Regions from separate parts of the Mus musculus genome. Here regions 1 and 2 are each linked to region 3. Evidence: chromatin contacts called from public promoter capture Hi-C data. All regions are on one chromosome and are shown on one strand. The core of a region is the stretch at or near the end of the contact, and the rest is flanking DNA. Distances in the headings are between cores, read along the strand shown. Region 1 overlaps Akap13 (A kinase (PRKA) anchor protein 13). Region 2 overlaps Akap13 (A kinase (PRKA) anchor protein 13). Region 3 overlaps Akap13 (A kinase (PRKA) anchor protein 13).

Region 1 (2,700 bases), core at 156-2,655, 110 kb before region 3:
CATTGTCCACCTTCATGCTTTTAATGGACCTGTGGTGGGATCAGGATGAGGCTTGTGTTAGAGGGAGCTGAGACAGTGGTGTTTGGGTAGACAGATGGGTAAGTGAAGAACTGGCCACCTTACCTGGGTTTGCTCCGTTGCTTTCTCCTAAGCAGACTAGCCTCCTTAAACACCTGGCCTGAGGAAATGGTGACTCATTAGACCTTCGTTACCCTTTCACAGCTTCAAAAAGAAAACACCTTTCACCAACTTTGCTTGCATTATTGAGAGAAACTGTAGTATTTAGTCCCTTCACTTCCTTTCTGTTGTGGTGTTTAAGGTTGTACACTCACATTCTCCAAATCCGTGTAAGGGGCTGCACTCTGTCCCCTTAGAGAGAACGTAGGACTGCTTCTCCCGGAAAGCATTAGAATGCTGTTTCCCTTGTTTGGTGTTGCTTTTGGCACAGAGTCTCTTTATATAACCCTGTCTGTCATGGAACTCATGTCATGGATCAGGCTATCCTCGAACTCACAGAGGTCTGCCTGCTCTGTCTCCATAGTGCTGGGATTAAAGGCATGTCCGTACCTAGCCCACTGTGGGTTTATTTTAGGGTTTTGTTTTAACCCCCTTTTCTATTCTTTCACCTCTCTTTTCTGCTTTTTGCTTCCTTGATTCCTCTTCCTCTTTACCCCTCCAATGTTTATTACAGTCCCCAGTGTCTAAAAATGAACGACTGTGTCTGCTCCTGAGGCATAGGAGACTGGCAACTGGAGAGGTCTGGAGAAGCAAGAAAACAGGCAAATGAAGTCACATAGTCCCATGATTGAGAGGTGTGACAGGCAAGGCGGTCTCAGCCACGTGACTCTTCTTAGTCCCAAGAGTCCTAAGAGACATGCGTACATTCATCCTATGCCATCTCTTTAACTTTCTTTAGAACTTTCTCAGACCCCAGATGAGACAAAACCTTAACTTGTGATGACTTCTAACCCTTGCCAGACATTTTTGTAGCTAATTCTACATCCTAGAGACATAACTCTGAAATATTTGGCTAACATTTTTCTGATATTAAATCATTCCTTTGCATTCTGCAGGGAGATGCTGTATACGCCTTGGCTGGATTCAGGGTCTCTGTGTCTTTCCTGAATGCCAAGGCTGTAGTACAGACTAGTAGTGTTTAGTATAACACCGCCTTTCTTTATTAGCATACTACTGGCATCAAAGGGACTGAGGTCGTTCCTTGCGGTGTCTGACAGAGCCTTTTTCACTGGGGACTTGTAAGGAGGAGGAGGAGCAGGAGGAAGCCTGTTGGAAAAGGAAGCCTTGTTTTTTCTCTTAGTCTGTAGATGATTCATGTTCCCACCACTGCAATTAGGTTTCCAAACCTCCAAGGCTGCTGGTGCAGGTCTGAAAGGGCAAGTAATGACGATCTTGAGAGAGCAGGGTAAAGGGTGTGGAGGCTGCGGAGGGAGGGACTGGCTAGCTAGCGGCAGCCAGCTAGGGAGGGAGGGAGGGAGGACATCTGGGGGAGTGGTCTATTTTCCTTGTACTCGGCCGGCTGGCTGTCCTTAGATATTTTCAACTTAAGTCAAAATCCAGCCCTGCTGCTGAAGAGCTGGAGACTGGCTAAAAAAGTGGATACTCTAGAAAATACCTCCAGATTTTTTTTCTCCCCCCCCCCCCCCCCGCCTCCATATAGGTTTCTTGCCTTTGTTGTTTTAAGGAATTCTCTCGTGCCATCACTTTGAAATAGCCACCTTCCTTTTAAAAAAAAAAAAAAAAACCTTTGTCTTCGTGGCTAAGTGCTTACTGGCTCTGGGTTTTCTGCATACATGTGCCAACCATTATGCTTAGCCAGTTCGTCCTTAATTTTTCTACTGGAGTTCTCGGCAGTGATGGAAAAGATCTGTGCTTCTCTTTCAGTCAAGATCTGCACAGCAGCGATCTTACTGCAGACTGCTTTTATTATGAATTATAAACTCGTCTCCGTGCTCTGAAGTTGCCAGAAAGTTCCCACTTAGTTCACAGATTTGGAGTCTGCTTTTTTTTTTTTTTTTTTTTTTTCCTTAACCCGAGAGTTTTCTATATAGAGGAATCTGGAAGCAGAAGTCTCCTCCCGCCCACTGTGAGAATTTGGAATTTCGGACCTGTGTGAGCACATTGGTCCCTGGATTCAGCAGATATCCGTCTACATTTTGTCTCTTCTTTTCTGCATCTGTACAAAATGTATGAGCGGCACAAAAGGCGCTATAGCCTGTGTGACATCTCCAAGGTGGACAGGACTGTCGATGTGGTGTTGCTGAAGGTAAGAAGGGGCCACACCTCATACAGTTTCAACATCTCAGGAAGACTTCTCTCTGTACCCTTACTGCCCGGTCTTGATCCTTCCTAAACTAGGATGAAGTGTGAGAAAGCCTGAGCTAACAGTGACAGAAGATCAAGGGGGTGGGGGGGTGGGGGATTTAAAGTTCTTTAAAGGCATGTCTGAACAGAGACTGTGTCTGTGTGTGTGTGTGTGTGTGTGTGTGTGTGTGTGTGTGTGTGTGTGAGAGAGAGAGAGAGAGAGAAAATGAATCTGCAACAAAGCACTTATTACTAAAATAAAATTTTACTTGTTCTAAGTAGAATCTAAATAATCACAAAGGAGGAATTCATTCTCAGAGCTGCCCTTTTGCTAGATGCCTCTGTTTTTCTGTTGCTTGCCCCATCCCCACACCTCAA
Region 2 (2,759 bases), core at 140-2,639, 68 kb before region 3:
CATTTTTGTGCTTTTTATTAGTACTAGTAAATACTAGTACTTACCTATTAAATAGTATCTTCAGTTCTAGCAATAACACGCTTTTAGAACTAAACATGAATATTTAAAAATACATCAGTTGGTCTGGAGAGATGGCTCAGTGGTTAAGAACACTTACTGCTCTTGCAGAGGACTGACATTTGGTGCCTAGCACCCACATAAAGTGGCTTACAGTCATCCATGACTCCAGTTCCAAGGACCTAGTATCTTCTTCTGACCTCCAGGGGCACCAGACATGAATGTAGCATGGATACATGCATTCAGATAAAACACTCTATACAAAAATAATAATAAATATAAAATATTATTTTTTAAAAAGAATACATTAATCTATACAGATTTAAATATTCCATCACAGCAAATGTTTTAGGATTAGGAATGTATTCAGTTCATTGTAAATTGAGTTTTAAAGTATATTGCATGTCATTATTAAATTTAGCAATTTGAAAATCCATGCCCCATGGTTATTCCCTAGAGAAAATATGGTCTTTGTGTCAATCATACTGCTCAAGAAAGTCTGTTGATCCCTCCCTTACCTGTGAGAGCTTCATGCCCCTGAGAAGTTTGGCAGATGACCTTTCTTTTAGTAAATGGTACTAATTATCATTGCTATCTTTCTGACTTAATCTTTCTAGATGAAGTCAACACATCTAGATAAATATCCGCATTTTTGTACCATGGTGTGCTGTGCTGTGCTGTGCTGTGCTGTGCTGTGCTGTGCTGTGCTGTGCTGTGCTGTGCTGTGCTGTGCTATGCTATGCTATGCTATGCAATGCATAGTCCTCATAGAGCTTCCATCTTACCTTTAGTTCCTCTTGTGCACAGCCTCAGAGTGGGTGTTGTGCTGCATGTATCTTTCTGATCTAGACAAGTTGCCTGCAGTCAACTTCCTCTTAAAAGTCTGCTGTTCTCGGAGGTCATTTTTCAGACCTCACAGTTGTATTTGAAACATAGCAACTGTTTGCCTCAGATTCCATGGTTACACATGGAACAAGCTCTAAATAATCAGAAATCTCTGGCCCAAATGAGTGAGTGCATGCTAGGAGGAGACGTTCAGTATCTCAATTTGTGTGAATCAGAAAAAGGCAGATTTCATCTTGTGAGAGTATTCGAATGAGCTGTCTCAAAATGAAAGACACATGAGACCCTTATCACCAGAAGTAAAAAATGGTTGCTTCCGGGATGTTAAAAGGAGCCTCTGCTTTTGCTTGGGCTACATGGCTTTTAAAATGCTATGGATTTAAATTGCCAGTAACTACTGAGGAAGTTAAGTTACTAAATTGCAGTCACCCTGTGTTCATGTACAGTCAATCTAAGAGGAAGTGAAAGAGATTTCGCCTCTTCCCAGATGCAACGCTGCTTTGCTACTGCTCTTGAACTGCTTTCTGCTCACATCTCAGTTTCCAAGTCCTTATAATCAGAATAACAACATGTCCTATTGTCAATCTCTGAAGACAGTTTGATTTTTCAAAGCAGCAGTGCTCTATGTAATTTGGTACCTCTGATGAAGTTACTTACCAGGTTGTGTGACCAGCAAATACCTAGTGAGTTCTTACTCAATTTGAAACCTTATTAAATGCTCTGAGGGATGGAAACCCACTGTAAATGGTGAATACTCACCAGTTCCAGGAGGAACAAGGAGGCTTAGAAAGCTAAGCAGCTAAGTACCAGTTAAGTGGCAGAGGCAGACTGGATTCCACTTCTTCCTTCACTAAGTTGGGTCAATGCAAATTCTGCACGTCTATATATATGAATATGTACTTAGAACTCATCCTCCATTTTTTTTTAATTTTGTAGACATGTTACAGGTCTAAACAACAGGGATTTAACTACTGTACATCAGCCATTTCTTCTCCATTGACAAAATCCATCTCATTAATGACAATCAGTCATCCTGGATTGGACAGTGAGTATATTACTTTTTTAAAAAAATTAAGTATACCTTAACTACTTTTCTTATCAATTTTCTTATTTTGGGATCTTATTAACTTCTAAAATGTGTCTGCTTCTTCTTTGGACTGTCTTTATACTTAACCATAACTGCTAAGATATCAGTTTTTAACCCTTCCTCTTGGTATATAAAAGCCTCTTTGATGCGTACATTATATTCATTATATTGTGGAGTTTAAATATGACACTATTTTTAAAAGGATTTTTTAAATAATTTCAGACTTGAAAATGGGTAAAATGACTCTCACTGAAGAAATACCTAGCAAGAAAAGTACATGGAAAAAATATCAAGAACTTGTGCATTCTTCCCTCAAATTACCAAATGTTACAATATTTCATATTTTTCCAGAATACTCCCTTTCTTTATCACTCTCCTTCAGAGCGTAGGTTTCTGTACCCCTAAGTAATTTAATATGTCTCTTAAAAACAAAGATACCTTTCTTATTACCTGAATCAGGGGATTAATCCTGATCAAATTAATCTAATATAGACACAGTTCAGTTTTTCTCACCTTTTCCTGGGTCCAGGATCCTGTCTAAGAACAGATGTTAAAATGAGTATTTATGTCACAGTAGGCTCCTTAAATCTAGAAATATTTTTCAAGTGATCTTGCTTCTGCTGAACTTCACAGAAGACAAATTAATTCTAGCAGTCAGAAATTTCAAGCTCAAGAGACAGAGCTGAAGAACATTTTTACTTAAGTACAGGAGGATTAAATCTGAAAATGACTACTAAAACTTCATGCAAATGCAGGTCAGTTGGCTGTCGAG
Region 3 (2,700 bases), core at 181-2,680:
GCTGGCTTCATCTTGGAGACAATCAAATCTGTTAACTGTTTTCTTAGAAGATGGAGAGGGTTAAAATAAAGACATGCCAGCATGCCCCCACCTCCCCACTCTCACGGAAGTCACCTGCAGGGAAGAAGCCCTCACCACGATTGATTTTTTTTTTTTTTTTCTGTTTCAAAAGGTACGAACTGAGTCTTCTGAGGGTCACGCTAGCGCCGCCCATTGCTAGCCCCGCCCACTGCCACACTGGTTCTTCCCAGCCTCCCTCATAGCAACAGCAAGCACAGATGTGATGAACCATTCAGGGTAACATCAGTACACACAGGCTTAGTAAAGGACACAACCTGGGCCCGTAGGCCAGAGCTTGCCTACAGTCCTCTCCATGCAAGTTTGTAATGTCTCCTCCTATCCCCGAGGCTCTTGTCACCTCACCCACTGTTCTTGCCAAGGCTCTTAAGTTGCCTTTGATACGTACCCAGAAGACAGTCACGGAGTGTGGGCGTCCTTGTCTGGATACCTGTGTATGGGTGCCTGTAAGAGAAGCAGCGACACACACACACACACACACACACACCCCTGCAGAGACCAGCTCCTTGTTTTCTTTCTTGTAGCATAACATTCCTAGTTAAGTTTGCTGCCTGCTGGCCAGGTGGAGAAATGCAAAGTATTCTAATGCTGCCATAAGCGGGGAGGGGTGGCAGAAGCCTTTTCCTGCACTCACAAGACTTACTTTGTCAAATGATCAACAGGTCCTGAGTTACTTCTCCATCTCAACTAAGGTGTAAAGTGGGTTTGCCCCACTACTGCAAGTGTGCCCTGCGGAGAAACCAGGCAGGCGCTACTGCCTCAGACCCCAGAGGGCCTCTGCAGCAAGCACAGAACCTATGCCTTAGAACCCTGCTAGCCTCAGCTGCCCTGCCTTGGTTGACACCTGCTGGGATTGGCTTGTCTCAGGTTTCTTCCTGAGGCCTGGGCTCTACAGAAGGTGGGCAGGATACACCTATCTATACCTCTGTTCTTGTTAAGTCGTCTCCAAATGCTGTATGAACATTTCTGTACTAAGCCCTATTAAATAAAAAGTCGGGTTAAACCCAAGTGCTGTATAGTAATTTGTAATTATGTATAAAATTAAGCAGTTTTGAACTGTAAAGATTTTTCAGTGTGTTTTCTGGAAATTTGCCACAACATACTGGCTTTGTATTTTATTTATCATCCATTGTAGTTACTGGCTTCAAACTCTTGTAAAGTCCCCCTCAGACCTTTCAAAAATAATAAATGTCTTTGAGATCTTGACCTCTGCCGTGATGTATTTGTGGTAAGGGAGTATTCACCTCCCTACCCTGGCAAGCCATCTGTTTCTGTGCTGTTGGGAGTAGGGTGTAAGGAGGAGTGGCCTCCCACAGCAGGCAAAACCAGGAGATCCGCCCCAAACCTCCAGGGTCACTGACCCATCCACCCTAAGTCAGAGTCCAAACCAAGCGTCCATGAAGTCAGCACAGTCAGGTTCAAGCTGCTCTGCTGACTACATGTTCCATCTTGGTTAACTCAACCTCAGGAACCAAGTCCCATGCACGTGGAACACTGCAAAGACACACCAGGTCAGACTGGCTGGTCCACACGCACTGCTTGGGCTGCTGTCCCCAGGCAGATGAGCTAATGTTCTCTGGACTTTGAGGAATTATACCATCTAGTGGCACAGAAGCCATGGGCAAAGCTCCCTGGGATCCTAACTGCCGCCTTCATTCCAACAACCAGCCTGCCAGGCTCTCCAAGGTCCCAGTCTGCCCATGAACTTGGAAGTGCATACATTTTTTAGCAGAGGCATTTGTAACCTTAGCAATAGCCATTCCCCTGCAAGTCCCTGGAATACTGACCCCTTTTCAACATCTTCTACCCCTGGCTGTCTTACTCCCCCACTGAGCATCCAGCTTGGCTCATCTGTCTCACCCCAGTGGGTCTGATTGCAGACTCTCAGCCTGAAGGAACAATGGTTCCTGTGGAGGCATTCACCTCCACTGTAGCTGGTTTTGAGCCAGAGAAAGGGCTGGGAGTCAAATCGGGGCCAAGGGGTGGGGGTGGGGTTGGGAGGCACAAAGCACAAGGCTCCAAGAACCCTGGATGGCCCTTCTGTAGGATGGTACCCTCCTGCTGGTCCCGAAGGGAAATCATTGTGCATAGGGCCTCCACCATAGCACAAACCTGATGTGTGAAAGTGGCCATTGCTGTTTGAAGGTCTCCATCCCAAGGGACTGCCCATGGCAAGGGTAGCCAGTTGTATCTTTTCTATTAGGGACCTTCCTTCTGGGAGGCTCTGCCTAGAAAGCCGGAGTGACTGCTTCACACAGCCAGACAGAGGCCTAAACCCACAGTGGGGAAGGAGCATCAGGAAACCACAGGGACTACACAACCAGGGAAGAAAGAGCTTGCACATGAGACAGGCAGGTTGCTATTCCTGGTCTTATGATTTCCTTGACAGCAACAACAAAACTGAGCATAGCAACAAGCTGTGAACCTAAGATCCCAATGGTCCAGCAACAACAAAACTGAGCATAGCAACAAGCTGTGGACCTAAGATCCCACTGGTCCAGCACCCGCCTCTCAGTCCCAACAGTTCTGCCATCCTACGGTGGTGTTCGTTAGGCGTCAGAAGTGGAAAATGCAGACAGGGAAGAGCCTGGGAGTGGTGAATGCTCCAGCCTAGAGGAACTG

Evidence for each region. Capture Hi-C pulls out chosen DNA fragments and counts their contacts.
Region 1: a promoter capture Hi-C map of liver shows a contact between it and region 3. The contact joins two enhancer-like sites. A contact is called at or near these places in 1 of 15 datasets of contacts at CTCF or cohesin (large pre-B cells), 3 of 484 Hi-C or Micro-C datasets (the N1E-115 cell line, the P5424 cell line and embryonic fibroblasts), 1 of 115 datasets of contacts at active chromatin or transcription factors (microglia) and 3 of 9 other capture datasets (adipose tissue, liver and pancreatic islet).
Region 2: a promoter capture Hi-C map of liver shows a contact between it and region 3. The contact joins two enhancer-like sites. A contact is called at or near these places in 3 of 484 Hi-C or Micro-C datasets (CD4 T cells, bone marrow-derived DN2 thymocytes and nephron progenitors) and 3 of 9 other capture datasets (adipose tissue, liver and pancreatic islet).

Annotation. Positions count from the first base shown.
Region 1 is chr7:75,641,181-75,643,880 of GRCm38.p6, forward strand. The region is part of intron 8 of Akap13 (A kinase (PRKA) anchor protein 13); the gene reads left to right. Among named protein-coding and RNA genes, the nearest start is that of AU020206, 140 kb to the right of the region's middle. Within about 2 kb of position 1,406, at least 228 of the 459 cell types and tissues checked have an H3K27ac peak or open chromatin away from gene starts, as enhancers often do. A contact at or near this core is called in liver, where this site is marked.
Region 2 is chr7:75,685,377-75,688,135 of GRCm38.p6, forward strand. Akap13 (A kinase (PRKA) anchor protein 13) reads left to right here. Exons shown (of 37, transcript NM_029332.1): 14 at 1,837-1,945. Among named protein-coding and RNA genes, the nearest start is that of AU020206, 95 kb to the right of the region's middle. Within about 2 kb of position 1,390, at least 115 of the 459 cell types and tissues checked have an H3K27ac peak or open chromatin away from gene starts, as enhancers often do. A contact at or near this core is called in liver, where this site is marked.
Region 3 is chr7:75,753,326-75,756,025 of GRCm38.p6, forward strand. It overlaps Akap13 (A kinase (PRKA) anchor protein 13), which reads left to right. Exons shown (of 37, transcript NM_029332.1): 37 at 1-1,284. Among named protein-coding and RNA genes, the nearest start is that of AU020206, 27 kb to the right of the region's middle. Within about 2 kb of position 1,431, at least 37 of the 459 cell types and tissues checked have an H3K27ac peak or open chromatin away from gene starts, as enhancers often do. A contact at or near this core is called in liver, where this site is marked.